2 separate regions of the Mus musculus genome follow, and region 1 is linked to region 2. A link is a contact called in public HiChIP or PLAC-seq data. All regions are on one chromosome and are shown on one strand. The core of a region is the stretch at or near the end of the contact, and the rest is flanking DNA. Distances in the headings are between cores, read along the strand shown.

Region 1 (5,096 bases), core at 430-2,929, 61 kb after region 2:
GATTCAGGAAATATTAGCATCATAATTAGGATGGTTCCTAGATCCCTTGTTACGTTATGGTAGATGCAATAACTGACTGTAATAACATGCATGATCATGAGCTAAAAGCAACAAATAAATCTTTGATTATGTATAAACCAGGAAATGATGTTTCCAGGAAAAGATAGCCCATCAAAGATAGATTTTTTTCCATGAAAAAATGTAAACAAAGGATCTATATCAGATCCTGTTTATGATTCTGTTTACGGGTGAGTTTCTCTATCTCATCTTGAAGGGATATTCAAAACATTTAGAGCTGCTAATATTTCTAATCAATAACATCATAACAAAGTTCAACTTAAATTTACCCAATTTTCTGTAAACCCAGTTAGAGTATACTATCATGGCCTATGTCTGTTTGTTTTCACTTCCCTGAAACTAGGTTGTAAAAGTCCTGGGTTGTGTATTAGGTTGTTATTGCTTCCCAGGTCTGTAGGATAGAAGTTATGAATCAAGGAGCTGGCAAGCCCATCCTTTCTAATGCCTCCAGGAATGATCCCTCAACTACTCCACATTCTGGGAAGGCAAGGCTTCCCTGACCTCAGGCAGTGTAACTCAGAAATCTGCCTCCATATTCACATGGTTCTTATAGAGACATAGATCATATAAATTATTATCTACTAGGGACTTCCCAAGTTTCAGTGTCATGTCATCTTAACTAGTTATATCTTTAACAACTCCACCTCCAAACACCTAAGGCACTAAATTTTAGTACTTCAAAAAATCTTTTTAAAAGAAAGATAGAAAAAAACTTGTGATTGAATCTAGAACCATCCACAATACCTGCTTGATTTACATTATTCTTCTTTGAAAAGAGGTTAGTACCTTGTAAAGTTTGTGTGTTTGTTTGTGTGTGTGTGTGTGTGTGTGTGTGTGTGTGTGTGTGTGTAGATGCCGGTATGTGTGCAGTTGTGTGTATGTGTGAAGGGTAAAAATTGACAGAATATCTTGTATTGCTCTTTACCTTATTATTTAAGACAAAATCTCTTACCAAACTTGGAACTTACCAACTAGTTACACTGGTTGACCAACTAAGATTTCTTTTTAGATAAAACACAAAGGTGCTTATATAGAGTTTTAGTTTTTAGTGTTATTAATAAATTAGGAATAATACCTTTTCTATAGGTGTTTAAAGTTTAGCTAGAGTGGGAATCTTGATCTCTGTTAATTTTACTCCAGCTTATCTTCTACTGAAAATAATTCTTACCCAACCCACATCCCTCCTTGCTTAATTAGGCCCAGTGTTTCTGCAGACATTTTACTGATGACAAGGCATACTGTGATGATACAATCATTTCTGAATGTGAAAGAACCTTGTTTGGAAACCCAGAAACATACTTTGATTCTCCTTCCTTATTTTCTGTATTCTAGCCACTGTTGTGTGCCCTACCCTTGTGGTGTTCCCATTCTTATACGTGATACAGAACTTAATCTATGTGACTATATGAGGATATAATTTAGATATAATCATATCAAATGATTATCATATTATAATCAATGAAAGTATGAAGCCAGGCAATAGATTGGGAAGTGAAGGGATGGAGAAGACACGTTAAAGGGTGTGTTGAGGAGACTGTGAACATGTGAGTTCTGAGGGAAGAACACTGCATGCAGAGGAGATGCTTGTACATAGGTCTGAGGCACCAACACAGATGGTCAGAGCACGTGCTGCCCTGCAACATCTTACTTTCAGTTTCTTGTGGAGACAGTGCAATATGATCTCTGCTGTTTTTATAGCTACATCTTATTCTGATATTCATGTTCGGTGTTATATTTACGAGTCTTCCACTGATAAGACATACAGGTTACTGCTAACCCTTTGTTGTTGCATGCAACAAGTAAAAGACAACGGAGACTCAGCACAGCCTGGTGAAGTCAAGCAATCAGAATCAGAAACAACTCATTTTCTTTTTTCCTTGAATCTTGACCACCTCTGTCTCATTGACTATTGAAACCCTAGAGACAAAGTAGAAAATAGCAAGGTCAAAGTGGTGTTTTGCAATAACCATAAATTCTAACTTAATGTTTCAGGGCCTAGACAAAATGAAATAAAAAGAAAGCAAACAAAACTATTTCACTTCACAGAAATTCCTAACAAATAGCTGAGAATTCACCAATGTCTTTTCCTAATACCTTTTAGTTGTGTTTGTTCTTGAAAAACAACTTGTATGCATATAGCAGTTCTTCAATTTTCAGTGGGAATCTGTATTTTCTTTCCCTCTGATTTCATATACATGACATTTACTATAGAGTAAAGGTTACATAGTCTTGCCTTTGGTAAAACATCCCCTGAGATATGGCACCAAAGCAAGAAGGGACATAGGTTAGGTAGAAAAGTATTTTCAATAAAAGATAAGCTGAAATAAAACTAACAAGCAGAGATCAAGATTTCCACTCAAATTAAACTATCCTTCCAATTTTACTGTTAGTTTATTAACATGTTGCTATACATTTGATTTAATGGTGTCAGCATGCATTGTTTTCTAGTTCATGTCCACATACAATGTACAGGTGAATGTATATTTTTTTTCAGAGTAAGTTTTTATTAACTAACATCGTCAGCATCTTTTCTAAGAAAGTCTTGAAGCATAGAAACCCACCCCTGAAGATACAGAACAGGCAGGTAAGAGAAAAAGTTATCTTTTCTTCGGTTCACTTTGTGTCAAGTGCTAGAACAAGACCATCATACACAAACATTCGTTAGAATCAGTGAATGACTGAGATGGTTACAGATTCTGCAACTGCATTTACTTAGCAAACTTGGATTGACAGTCCACTGGTCAGTCAGCATGTTGGGGAGAGGAGGACAAAGCGTGGAGATGATGACTTTAGCCCCCATTGTGTAGCAGAAACGATGGAGCCATTAGCAAAGCAATAGAAGACCTGTAACATTTTGCTTTGTGCTATGGATTAGTCTGAACAGCTGTCCACATCCAATGCCATAAACTGGGCAACTTAAAAATAGAATGTATTTTTTTTATAGTTCTGGGGAATTGGAAGCCCAATCAAGATGTCAGTAGTTTTGTTTCTACTGAATTTTCTTTCTTGCACATGGTCACTGTTAGGCTGAAGGTTTGGGGACAAAGACAAGATGATCTGGGTCAAGAGGTTCTCCACCCTTCTCTACTGGCTAGAAGCCCACAATTGCAAAAGCCCATGCAGAACACTGGACAAAGCCAGTTACTACTTCCAGATTTTAAAGTGACCATTGGACCTAAGACCTACCTACAGAACCCTAAACTCACCAAGTTAGGCTATAACCCCAAAACCTCATCACCACATCACAATACCCTTTAATAAGGCCCTAACCCAACCCAGCCTTGTGACTTCAGTGACCCTTCACTTCCTGTGAAGTCTGTGAACCTGCTTGAAAGCTGCCCCAATAAATCTGCCTTTTTACTACAAATTAGACTCAGTTTGATTTATTATGTCAGTGGAGAAACCATTCAGTCACCTTTTTACCATTTTCATATGTGGCAAAGAGAGTGCTAGTTTAGGGCATTAACTTCATCATGAGACCAGGACCTAATTAACCTAACTCTACTTCATTCCATAGATCTCACCCTTAAATATTGTCACAATGAAGATGATGATATCAGCATATGAATTTTGAGTGATAACAATACAATCAATCACAAGAGGAAAGAATTGAATGCTCACAATCATAGGGAATGTTACAGAAGAGGTGAGATGAGCTTGGTCTCAGAGTAAGCATGGGGGTGACTAGTGAAGAAATAAAGAGGACTTGGTATGTAGAACTTGGTATGTAGAGAGTACAACACAAAAACAATCACATAAGAAAAGATGACCATTGAAACTTATAAAAAGTAAAAAGTGTCAGAGTATAGAAACTCCCATGATGTTGATAACCTTAAAAATATTCTCTCTCTCTCTCTCTCTCTCTCTCTCTCTCTCTCTCTCTCTCTCTCTCTCTTGTTATAGAGCAAATGAACATTTAATTTGATATAATATGAAAGGAAACTTTTGTCCTTTGTGGTATCTTTGTATAGATGAACATCACTATTTTGACAGGCTTACATAACTTATAAAACAGATATTCCTGTATGGTTTATTTACAAATGATTACAGTGAAGGCCAAATTGTCAGGGTTTATGGAGATAGTCATCTAGGAAGCTAGACTGTGGGGAGGGTCAGGGTCACTCTAGACTCTACTTGTTACCCAGGACACTTTCATGTATTTTTATTGGAAGTAGATTTTCTTTACATACCACATATTCTGATTACTGTTCCCCTCCCCAGCTCCTCCCAGATATCCCCACCAACCCAAGTTATACCCTTTCTTTCTCCCTCTTATTAGAAAACTAACAGTTGTCTAAAAAGAAAAAAGAAAAAGAAAAAAGAGAAAGAAAAAAGAAAAGAAAACCAAACTTGAATAGAACAAAACAAGCAAAACCTAACTGAAACAACAAAAAACCAGCACAGAAACCATTTATAGACACAGACACACACATTTGCTCACAGAGAGCTCCCATAAAGACACAACATTGAAAAACAAAATATACTAGGAAGAGACCTGTAGGGTGAAAACAGAAAGAGAGAGAGAAATAGAGAGAGAGAAAGAGAGAGAGAGAGAGAGGAAGAAGAAGAAGAAGAAGAAGAAGAAGACGAAGAAGAAGAAGAAGAAGAAGAAGAAGAAGAAGAAGAAGAAGAAGAAGAAGAAGAAGAAGAAGAAGAAGAGAGAGAGAGAGAGAAGAAGAAGAAGAAAGAGAGAGAGAAGGAAGAAGAAGAAGAAAGAGAGAGAGAGAAGAAGAAGAAAGAGAGAGAGAGAAAGAGAGAGAGAGAGAGAGAGAGAGAGAGAGAGAGAGAGAGAGAGAGAGAGAGAAACAAAGGATTACCCAAACAAAATACCTCCAGACTCACCATTGAATTCATTTGTGTTGGCCACTGCTACTGGGTATGAGGCCTGCCTGTCCTTAAGTGGTTTGAATAGCCAGTGAGACTCCAGTGAAGACAAACAAGTTTTTCCTCTGCAAGTGGTTATCGATTAGAGATAACCTCTGGGTGAAGGATGGGGTTATGTGACGACACAGGAACAC
Region 2 (4,797 bases), core at 1,782-4,281:
AAAACAAAACAAAATTAAAAACTTTTTAAAAAGAATGGGAAAGTAGTGAAAGATTTTGGAACCATCCATTTCTATTTCTTGCTACTAGCAAACAGCTGCATGCAGCGTCTCAGGTATCTGGGGCTCTGCCCTCTACTTCCCGCTCTGACACTCATTCATCATGTGGAGTTTATGGGAAGATCATTTCCCTTGTGAGTACACTGGGTTTAGACACCAGCTTCATTCCCATGTCCGTCCCTGACTGCAGGTATACAGATCTGGGTTGTCTAGTTTCAAACATCTGCTAGTAGTTTAGTGACCTCCAGAGAGTTTTAGTCTACAAATCACGATAGGAAGAGATAATGTAATTCCAATATGAGAAAAACTCAAGGCACTAAATATAGTAATAGGAAAGGTCCTGTCCTGTGTCAGATACTCTTTCAATAGGGTTTGTTGATCACAGAAACTCCTCAGGTGCCTTTCCCTCTTTTAGGATGGCAAACTCCCAGCCCCTTTCTGGGATACAGTGAAGCATTCACTGACACAGTTCCCACCGTCACAGAGGCCTGCCACAACACAGCCTAGGACAATAGAAGGGAAATGCACGTTAAAATGTTTACTATACGTAGAACTAAAACATCCTAGTGGCTGAAAAAAAAAATATTTAAGCTAGACTGTAATTAGTCCTTGGCAGATTTCTTTGACTGTTTTGAAAACAAAGATTCTCAATGAATCCACATATCCAAATTATTTCCCCTTTTACTCCACTAGTTAGAATAATAATGTTGAGAATTATGTTTCTCTAATGCAACACGGAGGAACCAAGCAAGAAGAAATAAAGAGCAAAATAATCTATCACAAGTAATATAAAGAAATGAAAAAACAAAACAAAACTTTGTTTCATCCCAGAATGCATTTGTCTAAAAATTGTCTCAGAGACTGAAATAATTTTCTATACTAAGACAGTACTAAGGTTCTGTGAAGGATGGCCCTAGGTCCCGCCACAACAGCACTGCAACCTCCTGCCCCCAGACACACACACCACTTATCTCATTGAAATGGACCACTTCAGCTGATTTGTGAACTACTGCTAAGTACTAGTGCAGACACATGCACAAGAACTACTCACTAAGATGTGACTGATTTAACTGGGAGAATCCACCGACTTCTTATCATGGTCTTTTTCTGGGCTAAAACCCCACCATGCAGATTGTATCCTGCTGTCAATTTCCCTCCTTGTCAAGGAACTTTAAAAAAAAGTCTCTTTTACTGAATGATTTCACTGTCTCTTTTTAATCTGGATATTAAAATGTACTTTGTAGACCAGTGTTTTCGTATAATTATTGAAACTAAGACTGATATCATGTTCTGATAATGACTAAAGGACTCTGCCGACATTCAAGTCCTCCATATTGCTTAGTCTCATATTCCTCTTTCTACAGCCAAAGACACTCCAAGAAAGCAGGGGCTGTATCTCGTGTACCCACTCCCTGTCCTAGTAACCCACACTCATGCTTTTGGTTAAGCCCTCAAGGAGTGTCACTATAGTAAACACATGTTAAATCCAAAATTTTCTCCCTTTTCAGTAGAATAGAATTTACTACCCCCCCCCCAAAAAGACCACATTTGTACAGGATTAAAGGAAAATAGTAATGTGTGAACAAATAATAGGGTAATCCTGTTTTATTTTTCCCATGCACGTTACATTTTGTAGTTCTCTCTAGTAGTATAGTCCAAAATCTTCTACAAAATTTTGGTTTCATAAGGGGTAGAGATGGCTCAGTGGTCAAGAACTGGTACTGCTCTTGTCCAGGACCAGAGTTCATTTCCCAGCACCCACATTAGGATGCTCAGAGTGTAGCTACCATACTAACACATCTAATGTTCTTCTGACCTCTGCAGGCACCTGTCTATAGTCCTGTGCATATACTCCCAGACAGACACATAATTTTGAAGTGACACTAATGAATCTTTTTTTTAACTTCACTAGTACTATCATTTATTAAGAAGATGTAAAAGCTGAAAAGACAATTAGTAAAAGTGAAAATTCTGTAATGTGAAAGAATATGAAAATATTTCTAGAAGATTCTACCTTCCTTAAGATATTGTTGATTAAGCAGCAATAAACACCAAATGTTTTCAAGAATCCACTAGAAAATCTCTAGAAACCAACGTGTCAGTTCCTGACCTAAAGAATTCCAGGTGAAAGAGGCCGGCCTCTTGCATTGGAAGCAAAGGATTAGGTTATGAATGCCAGCTGGCCTAAACGGAGGCTGTTGCCTCAAAGGAGAGATGAGAAAGTTCTCAGTTCACAAAGTTAGCTCAGATCCAGCCTCGACAGATTCTGAGCCCATGTGGCATCGCTTACAGTGCTCCCCAGCCCGAGTCAAGCCCGCCTGCCGGGCCCCCGATTGGCCCAGGCGGCCTCGGGTTGAGGTTGCCCAATCACTCTGGGGTGTTGGAGTGCAGGGGCGCTGGAATCCTGTGGCTGGGGGTGACTCAGAAGCAGCTTTCTGGGCGTTGGCGGTCCGGAGGTCGCACAGGCACAACCAGCATGGGAGCACACGACCACTACCATCCCTAGATAACTGGTGTAGCATAGGAAGGGAACGCAAGGGTGTGCTATCTCCAAACCTCTGGAAACTCGGGAGCACGTCCAGTCCCCGCCATTCGCTCCTGATCTCGGTGCTGCTGTCTGAGCTGGGTACCCGGGTAGGAGATCACGGAGCCAGCAGAGCTGGCCCGAGATGCTCAGTCCACAGGGAAATCGACGCGCAGCGGGGGACGTGGCTCAAGCTGGTCCGTAGGGACCGGTCCAGTGTAGACCCATGGAGCCACAGGAGGGTAGCTTCCTGGAGCGTGGCCCAGAGCAGCGCCCAACCCAGCCCATCACTCACCGCTCCGTCCTCCCGGGCGTCCTCTCTCTGCGTCCCCGTGGGGCGCCGGGACTCCGGACCCCTGGAGTCGGGCCCTCAGCTTGCGCGCCGAGCCATCCGAGCTCAGGGCGCTGCGCCCGGGGTGCGCCGCTGCAGCCTCTAGCCGCCGTGCGGACTGGGCGGAGACCGTCGGCGGAGAGAGGGGGGTGGGCCGCGGCAGGGCTCTGCCTGGGGCGGAGGAAGCCGCAACGTCAGCAGAGCCCGGGAGGCGAGGATGGGGAGGGGGAGAGCGGGACCCCCGCCCAGCCCAATCCGGACCTCCGCACGGGCTCTCCTCCGGCGCCCCAGATCACGGCTCCACGCGAGGCTCTGCCTTCCGGTCGCTGCGGCCCGGACCCCACAAGACACCACAGGACCCCACAGAACCCCAAGCACCCTGCCCTGCCCTGCCCCGCCCCGCCCCGCCGCTTTGGTTCCTACAGCTCTGATTTCTCCTGACCCAAGAGCTTCAAGTTCCACTCTGGAATCTCACCCAAAGGAAAGATAATTTCTGGAGGCCGGGGGAGGAGGGGCCGATTCGTTTTTTAAAGCGCTGGAAGAGGAAAGCCGAGAATTTAAAGAATCCCACTACCAAAGCTAGCGGCCAACCCCCTCTCCAGGCTCCAAAATAGTTACACTCCCGACGCCTCCCTCCCTTCCCCCCTTTCCTGAATCAGTTTTACTCTCAAAGAGAAAGGGGAAAATCCACCTAATCCGAAGCAGTTGTCGCCTAGAATGGAGTTGCAAAATACAGGGAATCCTACCGCAAGGAACCCTGTAAGCTGAACTGATTTTAATCAGCAAAGATAAAGGATTGGGGGAAGATCCTTTAGAGTTTGCAGTTCACAAAGGAAACTTTATCTTATTTCGTGTGTGTGTGTGTGTGTGTGTGTGTGTGTGTGTGTGTGTGTGTGTGTGTGTGTTTGTGTGTGTACGCGCGCGCGTGAGAGAGATATGCACCCAACTTTTGTTTATTCTTTCAATGAAATGTAGCCATCCAATACAAACTCTAACCGGTCCAGGGTTGGATCTCCTTCCTCAGAGTTAAAGAGAATTAACCTACTAGATTCTATGAAAAGGCAGCTTTTCGAGAGACACTTACCCGTTCGTAAGAATGGGCGGTTTTACTCAACCCTGTTTGCTAACAATTGCTCGGAGTTCTGACAGACTATGGAGACCCAAGGGCGCTTCCAGGCAACCACACTATTAGGAAAAGTTACAGATTTTGCAATCAAAAGTGGCTCCTCACCACGGATTAAAAAAAAAAAAAAGAAAAAAAAGAAAAGAAATACTACTGTTAGGCTTTTAAATGCTAACTCAGATAAATCACTAATTTGCGTTAACTTCCTGATATTTGGACAGGCCTGTGGTGAGAAAGTTCTAACCAGAGTAGTACTGTGAAGCAGTATTCAAATCCTTACTTTTCAGTTTACTGAAAGCTAAGCCACCTTCAGAGGCTGTGTCTCATCTATAGCATATAATTACTATAATACTCCATGCAACAAAAGATACAAATGGCTAATATTTATTAAAAGTTTACTGTATGCCAGGCCCTGTGTTGAGGTATTTATTTTAGTAGAATGAATTGTATCAGTGCCTAGCTGTAGTGTATAATTCTGAGTTAATTTCCACTTGTCTTCTCAAATCAGAAAATGACTTGAGAGAAAGCAAGATGTTTACCTACTGAACTTCCCAATGAGTAGTCTTGTAGTCATGGCCTCTCCCAGCTAATATCTTAGAATCATAAAAGAGTGTTCATACAGTCTTTGGAATGGAACCCTACACCTGACTGATGAATCAGGTGGTTGATCATAATGTGCAGACAAGACTGAAGGTCTTTTTTTTAAAGGTAGTAGTACCCACATTTACCTATTGATTGATGTCACTGCTCTGGAAATCTAGC

Evidence for each region. HiChIP or PLAC-seq counts read pairs in DNA pulled down with a chosen protein or histone mark.
Region 1: a contact with region 2 is called in an H3K4me3 HiChIP or PLAC-seq map of bone marrow-derived macrophages, with 2.4 times the contacts expected there. The contact joins the enhancer-like site here to the promoter of Dse in region 2. A contact is called at or near these places in 5 of 39 promoter capture datasets (frontonasal cranial neural crest, hippocampal neurons, liver and 2 more), 1 of 15 datasets of contacts at CTCF or cohesin (the NIH/3T3 cell line), 36 of 484 Hi-C or Micro-C datasets (the C2C12 cell line, CD8 T cells, LSK cells and 24 more), 19 of 115 datasets of contacts at active chromatin or transcription factors (the NIH/3T3 cell line, astrocytes, bone marrow-derived dendritic cells and 8 more) and 3 of 9 other capture datasets (adipose tissue, embryonic stem cells and liver).

What each region holds. Positions count from the first base shown.
Region 1 is chr10:34,266,187-34,271,282 of GRCm38.p6, forward strand. All of the region lies in intron 1 of Gm26564 (a long non-coding RNA gene), which reads right to left. Among named protein-coding and RNA genes, the nearest start is that of Tspyl1, 13 kb to the right of the region's middle. Within about 2 kb of position 1,680, at least 10 of the 459 cell types and tissues checked have an H3K27ac peak or open chromatin away from gene starts, as enhancers often do. A contact at or near this core is called in adipose tissue, bone marrow-derived macrophages, peritoneal macrophages and 1 more, where this site is marked.
Region 2 is chr10:34,204,204-34,209,000 of GRCm38.p6, forward strand. It overlaps Dse (dermatan sulfate epimerase), which reads right to left and starts at 3,032. Exons shown (of 6, transcript NM_172508.3): 1 at 2,877-3,032.